Regions from separate parts of the Podarcis muralis genome. Here region 2 is linked to region 1. The links are chromatin contacts, called in public Hi-C maps. All regions are on one chromosome and are shown on one strand. Each heading gives the region's core, a stretch centred on a gene start, on an enhancer-like site or on the middle of the called end of the contact. The rest is flanking DNA. Distances are from core to core; before and after follow the strand shown. Region 1 holds the start of PEX7 (peroxisomal biogenesis factor 7). Region 2 holds the start of LOC114594173.

Region 1 (3,344 bases), core at 371-2,870:
ACCATGTTCTTCATTGGTATGGGATTGGTAAGAAGTGACAGGACACTCAACAGTAGTCTTAGAGATAAATACAAAGCATTTTAAAACCTCAGCTGAACATTACTAGACATCTTAAGCAAGCTTGAATGTCAGGTCCAATGCCACCAAATGGTGATTTAAGAAGACTGACTTACAGGAGTTGCTTTCAGGAAAGCATGCACAGGACTGCAAAACAATTCTATAAAATACCCGGTGTTCAAGTTGTTTTTTTCACTTACACAATCAAACCTATCTAAAGTGTTACAGTCAAGTGTTACAGTTTGGAATGAACCATTTTCTAAAACAAAGAAGATACTAGGGTGGCATATACAGTATATGAAGTTGTCCTTTAGTGCGTATAAGAGGTGATATGCCTGTAAATAACAGTTGCTGGGGAGCACAAGTGGAGAGTGTTCTGCTTATGGGTTTTTCATGGGCATATCGTTGGCTACTGGGTTTTTGGTCTGATCCAGCAGGACTGTTCTTAGGCCCTTATGTTTAAACACTGTTAAGGTTGGTCTTTACATCTAAGTATCAGCCACAAGTACCTCAAAAAAGCACATCCTATGGCAGATCATCAGCAGACAACCATGGAAACAACTGGGATTAGGTATGTGTGTTTTAGTAAACAGTTTTGATACTGCACATAATGGAAGTGCTATTTTAACACTCTTTCCTCCAGCTCAGAATCTTACAAGAAATCCTACAGCACGCTTCTTCCGTTCGGATGCCTTCGATGCACACTTTTTTCCAGTGCTTTTTTTCTGGGGCTATGCATACCCCTAAACATTTGCGAATCTTCGCACTTTTGTCCATTTACTGTATTAATTTTCCCCGATTTCAATTATAAAATGGTGGTTTTTCTTGAGTCCAAATGAGAGTACCCCTAAACATTTTTAAAGAAAAAAAGCACTGCCTTTTTCTACTATGCACTGTGGGAACCTTTCAACGTCGAAGCACGAGCCCGACCAAAAGCGTGCTTACTCCAAAGCAAGCCCCACTGAGCGCATACTCATCTAAAGGCTGCAGCTCTCAAGCCTAGGCGGCAGCAACTAGCGAGCCCCACCGAAATCCGTGGGGCTTTGCTGTCAAGTCAACAAGGCTGGGATCACGCTTGCTTGGAAGGTAATCATGCAAACGGGATGCCGTTCGATTTCTTTTTAGATTACTCTTTTTAAAAGAATTGCTTGCCCGGCAAACCACATCCTTCAACCAACGTCGATGGGCAGGAAGAACCGGGCAGCCTGGAAAACACAACACGGCTTTGCCCCCTCTCCACGCATGCGCACTCTGCTTGCCGCTTCACCTGCAATCCCGTAGTACTGCGAGGCAGCACAGGCCAAGCGCCCGGGCAGGTAAGGCGAGAACTCGACCGCATAGCCGTGACGGCCGGGCAGGCGGAAGGCCTGCGCCCTCGGGGGCTTCGCCGGCGCGGCACCACCACCTCCGCCGCCGCGGCTCATAGCCTCAACCGCGTCGCTCGAGCTATCCCGGGCCGGCTGCGGGAGAGGCGCTGCCGCCTCTCCTTCTCTGTGGGGAGGTCCCGCTCCCGTCGCAGTCGCCCCGCCCAGCTCCGGCCTCCGGAACTGTGGGCAGAAGTCGCCTCCGCCGCCATCATAGGTTTGGGTAAAGAGCGCCGCCTCTCCAGTTTCTGGGGCGGGGCGGTAATGGAGAAGCGCCCTAGGGCTTGCAATAGCAGTAGCCTGCTCGGTGTTTCTTCAACGAGGCTTCCGGTTCCTCGTCGCAGCTCGAGGGACGTTTCCCCCCACGTGCGGGGAAGAAACGTGAAAGACGATAGCGAGCAGAGGTGGGCGCGCTTCATTTCCTTGCCGTGGTTCGAAGCGCCGTTAATCGTGTTCTCTAACCCAGTGCAAAGGAGTGGCCCAATACATTGAGGCAACTGAGGCGAGCCACAAAATGGCGGCCTCCCCCTCCCCACCAGGGATGAAGGGGTGCCTGAAGATCTACATCAGGCAACAAGGAGGGGGACTAAAGACTTACGTCTGGATCTGCCGCCCCTGTGGATTCTGCTGCCCGAGGCAGTTGCCTCACCTTGCCTCATGGAGGGGCTGGCCCTGCCCCTTATCTAAAGGCAGACTAGGTAAAGGTAAAGGGACCCCTGACCATTAGGTCCAGTCGTGGCTGACTGGGGTTGTGGCGCTCATCTCGCTTTATTGGCCGAGGGAGCCGGCATACAGCTTCCGGGTCATGTGGCCAGCATGACTAAGCCGCTTCTGGCAAACCAGAGCAGTGCACGGAAACGCCATTTACCTTCCCGCTGGAGCGGTACCTATTTATCTACTTGCACTTTGACGTGCTTTCGAACTGCTAGGTTGGCAGGAGCAATGGGAGCTCACCCCGTTGCGGGGATTCGAACCGCTGACCTTCTGATCAGCAAGTCCTAGGCTCTGTGGTTTAACCCACAGCGCCACCCGCGTCCCAAAGGCAGACTATAAAAGGCTTAAAAGTATGAGGGTTGGGCAGGGCTTTGGGGCTGTGTAGCTATTGAATTTTAAAATTTATTTCAATTAGAACTATGTTGATCTTTTAGATATAGGTAGGTAGCCGTGCTGGTCTGCCGTAGATGAAACAAAATAAAAAAATTCCTTCCAGTAGCACCTTAGAGACCAACTAAGTTTGCTATTGGTATGAGCTTTCATGTGCATGCACGTGCATGGTATCTGAAGAAGTGTGCATTATCCCAGATTATCCGGAGCTTTGGGCTGGGCTGTCACCAGTATGCTGATGACACTCAGCTCTATCTGCTGATGGATGGCCACACCGACTCGGCCCCGAACACACTGACCAGATGCTTGGAAGCTGTGGCTAGATGGTTTCGTGGGAGCCGAAACTAAATCCTTCAAAGACAGAGGTCCTATGGCTGGGTCGGGATGGCATGGGGATGAGGGACCAACTCCCTTCTCGTGCGGGGGCCCAATTAGTGCCATTGCCTTCCGTTAAGAGTTTGGGTGTAATCCTTGATGCCTCACTTTCCATGGAGGCGCAAGTTACAGCAACAGCCAAGGTGACATTTTTCCACCTTCGCCGCATCAAGCAGTTGGTCCCTTACCTTTCCCGCCCCGACCTGGCCACAGTGATCCATGCGATGGTCATCTCCAGGCTTGACTACTGTAATTCGCTTTACGCGGGGCTGCCCTTGAAGCTGTCCCAGAAACTCCAGCAGGTGCAGAATGCTGCAGCGAGGCTCCTCACGGGGTCTCTGCCATGGGAGCATATTCACCCAGTGCTTTTCAAACTGCACTGGCTCCTGGTAGAGTACAGGGTCAGATTTAAGGTGCTGCTTTTGACCTTTAAAGCCCTTCACG
Region 2 (3,471 bases), core at 407-2,906, 230 kb after region 1:
ATTTCAACAATGGGAGGTAGTTCCACAATTGTGGTGCTGTCACAGAGAAGGTCCTGCTCCCCATATGGGCAACATTTTCAGCAGCACAGCAAGCAGGGATGTGCTTGATCGAAAACTTGGGTTTTGACTCAAGAAAATCACCATTTTATAGTTCAAAATGGGAAAAATACAGTAAATGGACAAAAGTACAGAGGTTCAAAAAATGTTTAGGGGACCCCTGCGTCCCCCCAGAAAAAAACACATACTATACTATACTATACCGAAATTGCTTATACTTATACTAAGTGATATATAACGATAGCAGCATGAGTGAAGAGTGCCACCTATTGATATGTTCTGTCCTTAGAGTCATAAAGTATACAATACGGCTTCTTTCCCTACCTATTCAATTTTGTAAAGACCCACAATGTACAAGCGATAGATGACAGAAGCTGCTTTATTTCTTTCGTAAATTGTTGCTTATAAGGTATTTACAAGAGGTGTGCTTTGGCTCTCTGTGAAGCCTAAATGACAATGTGAAATGAGGGATTTGGACAGTTTGTACATGCCCAGGTCAGATTGTGCTGTTAATAAGGTGTCTCATGTTGAATCAGGGATACTCTAAAGTCCCAAGTCACTCTGTGGACTTAAGTGCTCATATATGGCAAAACCATGCCAGCTAGGCAAACACCATAACCTTGAGTGGGGAAGGAATTGAGAGGTTGGGAGCATCTTTCATTTTGATGGATGGACAGGTCTAGGTTTCAATAACAGTGGATCATTTCCCCAGGACACTCCATGTGAAAACAGATAGGGTCAGTTAGCCAGTTTTAAAACATGGGTTCTATGAAATTGAAATGCTAAGTAATGATGGTTGGGATTGATGGGGATGGAACTGATGATGGCTGGGAAATGAGCGCAGCGTTAGCCCCAAAGGTACAGAAGCTGACTGGATGGCAAGAAACAAGTTGCTGTCTCTCAGTCCAACCTACATTAAATGGATGTTGTGATGCTACAACGCTGTTCTAAAACAACAAGAAGAGTCTTGTGGCACCTTACAGGGTAACAAATTAATTGTGGCATGAATTTAAGATGCCACAGAACTATTCATTCTTTTTGCAGCAACGGACTCAAAAGACTGAAAAATGCCATTCAATACTTTTCCCAAGAAAGAGCACAATAAACTAAAAAGAGAAGTGCAAAGTAGGAGACTGTACAGTATCCTGGATTTGAACCAAGGAACGCAGCTCAATGGCTGGCTTTAAGGCAGTTACACAATTTCCCTGCTAACCCTATGCGCGAACATTTTCCTAAATGAGCAAAATAATGCGAACCCGAAATTATCTGCCCTTATGTTTCCCCCCAAACTATGGCGTAATCCCGCAGCTATTGCAAAACTCTGAAGACTCGAGCAATCGACCCTATTTATTACCCGTGATTTGTTGCGCAGACGATACCTAACAAGAAAAAAAAAGCGCCACAGGGCGCATGCGCCTCAGCAGCATAGGCTTTTCCCTCCCTGTGTCCTTCCAACACAAGGAAAGATCACGTGATCCCGAAGACTTCCTGCCAGGGCAGCTAGCGTCACTCACACCGCCTCGGCCGCTTCTAACCGCCATCTTTCATACGGGTAGCCGGAGACGCCAAGGTAAAGAGGTCATATTTCCTCTCCGCCCTCTCTCCGAGCGGAAGTGATGCCATCGTGCTATTCTAACGTCGCAGAAAGTGGTTTTCTCTCTCTATGGTTGTTCCTTCCTCTCTGTCTCTCTCCCCCGCCACCCCCCATTTCTTTTCCTTCGCCGAGACTGGAAATGGCCGCCGAGCGGTAGAGAGCCGAACGGGAGCTGTCGCTCAGAGAAGGGTGAGCCATAGCCAACGCAGGACTTCGAACGGCCCGAGGAGGGCTGGAGCCAGAGAGGTCTTCTGCCTGCTCGGGTTGTTCCTCGGGCGCCATGGGAGCCGCTCCCTCCAAACGCCCCCCCCCCCACCGCCAGCTTTCGGAGCTCCGGCGCGAGAAGCCTCGTTAAGCGCGCTCGGCAACCCTCCCCCGCCCCCCGCTTCCAGACGCCGTTATTTTTTGAAAAATTCCCTCGAGTTCTTCCCTTCGCAACCCCCCCTCCCTTTTTCTAACTGAAGGCGGGGGAGGGGCTTGGTCTGCCTCACAAGGGCGGGAGGAACTGAGGGGGAGGGGGACTAGAGGCGGCTCCCATCTCCCTCACACACACACACACACAGACTGCGCGCAGCCTCCCTTGTTTGGACCAGGGCCCGTCATCTCTCCCCGTTCCCTCCCGCCTCTTTCCCCCATGGGGCGGGGGGAGGAAACAGGTAGGCCGGAACGAGGCCGGCTGGGCGGGCCCAAGGAGAGCGGCCCGCCTCGCCCTTCGAGAGCGGAGGGGGGGGGGCGTCGCTTTCTGATTAGTCTTTTCCGCGCGACGAGCGGCGCCTGATAACGTTTTGACTTGCCTCCATCTTTCGCCACCCTGACCAATCAGTTGAAGGGCGACGAGGTGTAGCTAGGGGGAAGGAGAGAGTCCTTGGCAGCCTCCCGGCACACTCGCCGCACCGAAGGCCCTAAATGGATGCCTCGAACACGCATGTCGCCATGCACGTGCCTGCCAGGCAGCTGCCCGTAACTGGCTGCAGCTCCCAGTTGAGCACCAGACCTTTTGTTGAGAAAGGCGAAAAGGTTTGCAGAGTAGTCAGTGGATCGTGCCTTCTTCACACAGTGCCAGGACTCTGGGCAAGTCCGCACGATTAAATTTGCTTCCAAATGATGCTCAAGAGTGTTTCGCGGGAGGCCTTATATTGGAGAAAGGGGGTGTATCCTTAAGAATTTCATTACCAACAGATACAAAAAATGACTTATCGCAGTAATTTGCAGTATCTTTCAACTACAGCAGTGTGTGGATATTGCCCCAGGCTCATGCAAATGTGTCCTCTGAGAGCAGCACCTGGAGGTAAAATTTACAGTGTGATCCAGGCCCTTTCAATTCATTTCATGGGATTGAGCTTACCCAAGTCAAAGCAAGAAAAGAGTTGTTAATTATGACTCTTTGCCTCATTCTCCACAGTGAACTTGGTATAATTATTATTTGGCACTTGGGAAGGTGCCTTACACCAAGTCAGCTCATTAGTCTATCTAGCTCAGTAGTGTCTTCACTGACAGGCAGCTGCACTCTGTGGTTTCAGTCTTTTCCTTGCTGTATCCGGGGCATGTCAATCAGCAGTTGCTCTACCATTGAACTATGGTTCTTGATATGGTATACTTCCTTCTCTAAGTATTAAGATCTTCAAATAGCATTAAGGGAGATTGTATTGACAAATTGTATTAGGGCTTGTACCTGTACTTTCACTCAGGAAAGAAAAGACTTCACTGTTAGGCTGCAACATTTTCCAAATTATGATGGCAAGGAACAGGTCACTTATACCTGAGAAGGTTTTACTTTCAGAGTGTAAATGTCAGGATTACTTGCTCTCCTGTTCTGAAAG

Evidence for each region. Hi-C and Micro-C count contacts between places; a contact is called where the count stands out from the background.
Region 2: a Hi-C map of blood shows a contact between it and region 1, with 3 times the contacts expected there. The contact joins the promoter of LOC114594173 here to the promoter of PEX7 in region 1. A contact is called at or near these places in 2 of 3 Hi-C or Micro-C datasets (blood and tail).

What each region holds. Positions count from the first base shown.
Region 1 is chr3:61,242,208-61,245,551 of rPodMur119.hap1.1, forward strand. PEX7 (peroxisomal biogenesis factor 7) reads right to left here and starts at 1,621. Exons shown (of 10, transcript XM_028723530.2): 1 at 1,325-1,621. The coding sequence starts at 1,481.
Region 2 is chr3:61,467,642-61,471,112 of rPodMur119.hap1.1, forward strand. LOC114594173 reads right to left here and starts at 1,657. Exons shown (of 15, transcript XM_028723520.2): 1 at 1,572-1,657. The coding sequence starts at 1,598. It overlaps BCLAF1 (BCL2 associated transcription factor 1), which reads left to right and starts at 1,699. Exons shown (of 14, transcript XR_003705899.2): 1 at 1,699-1,840.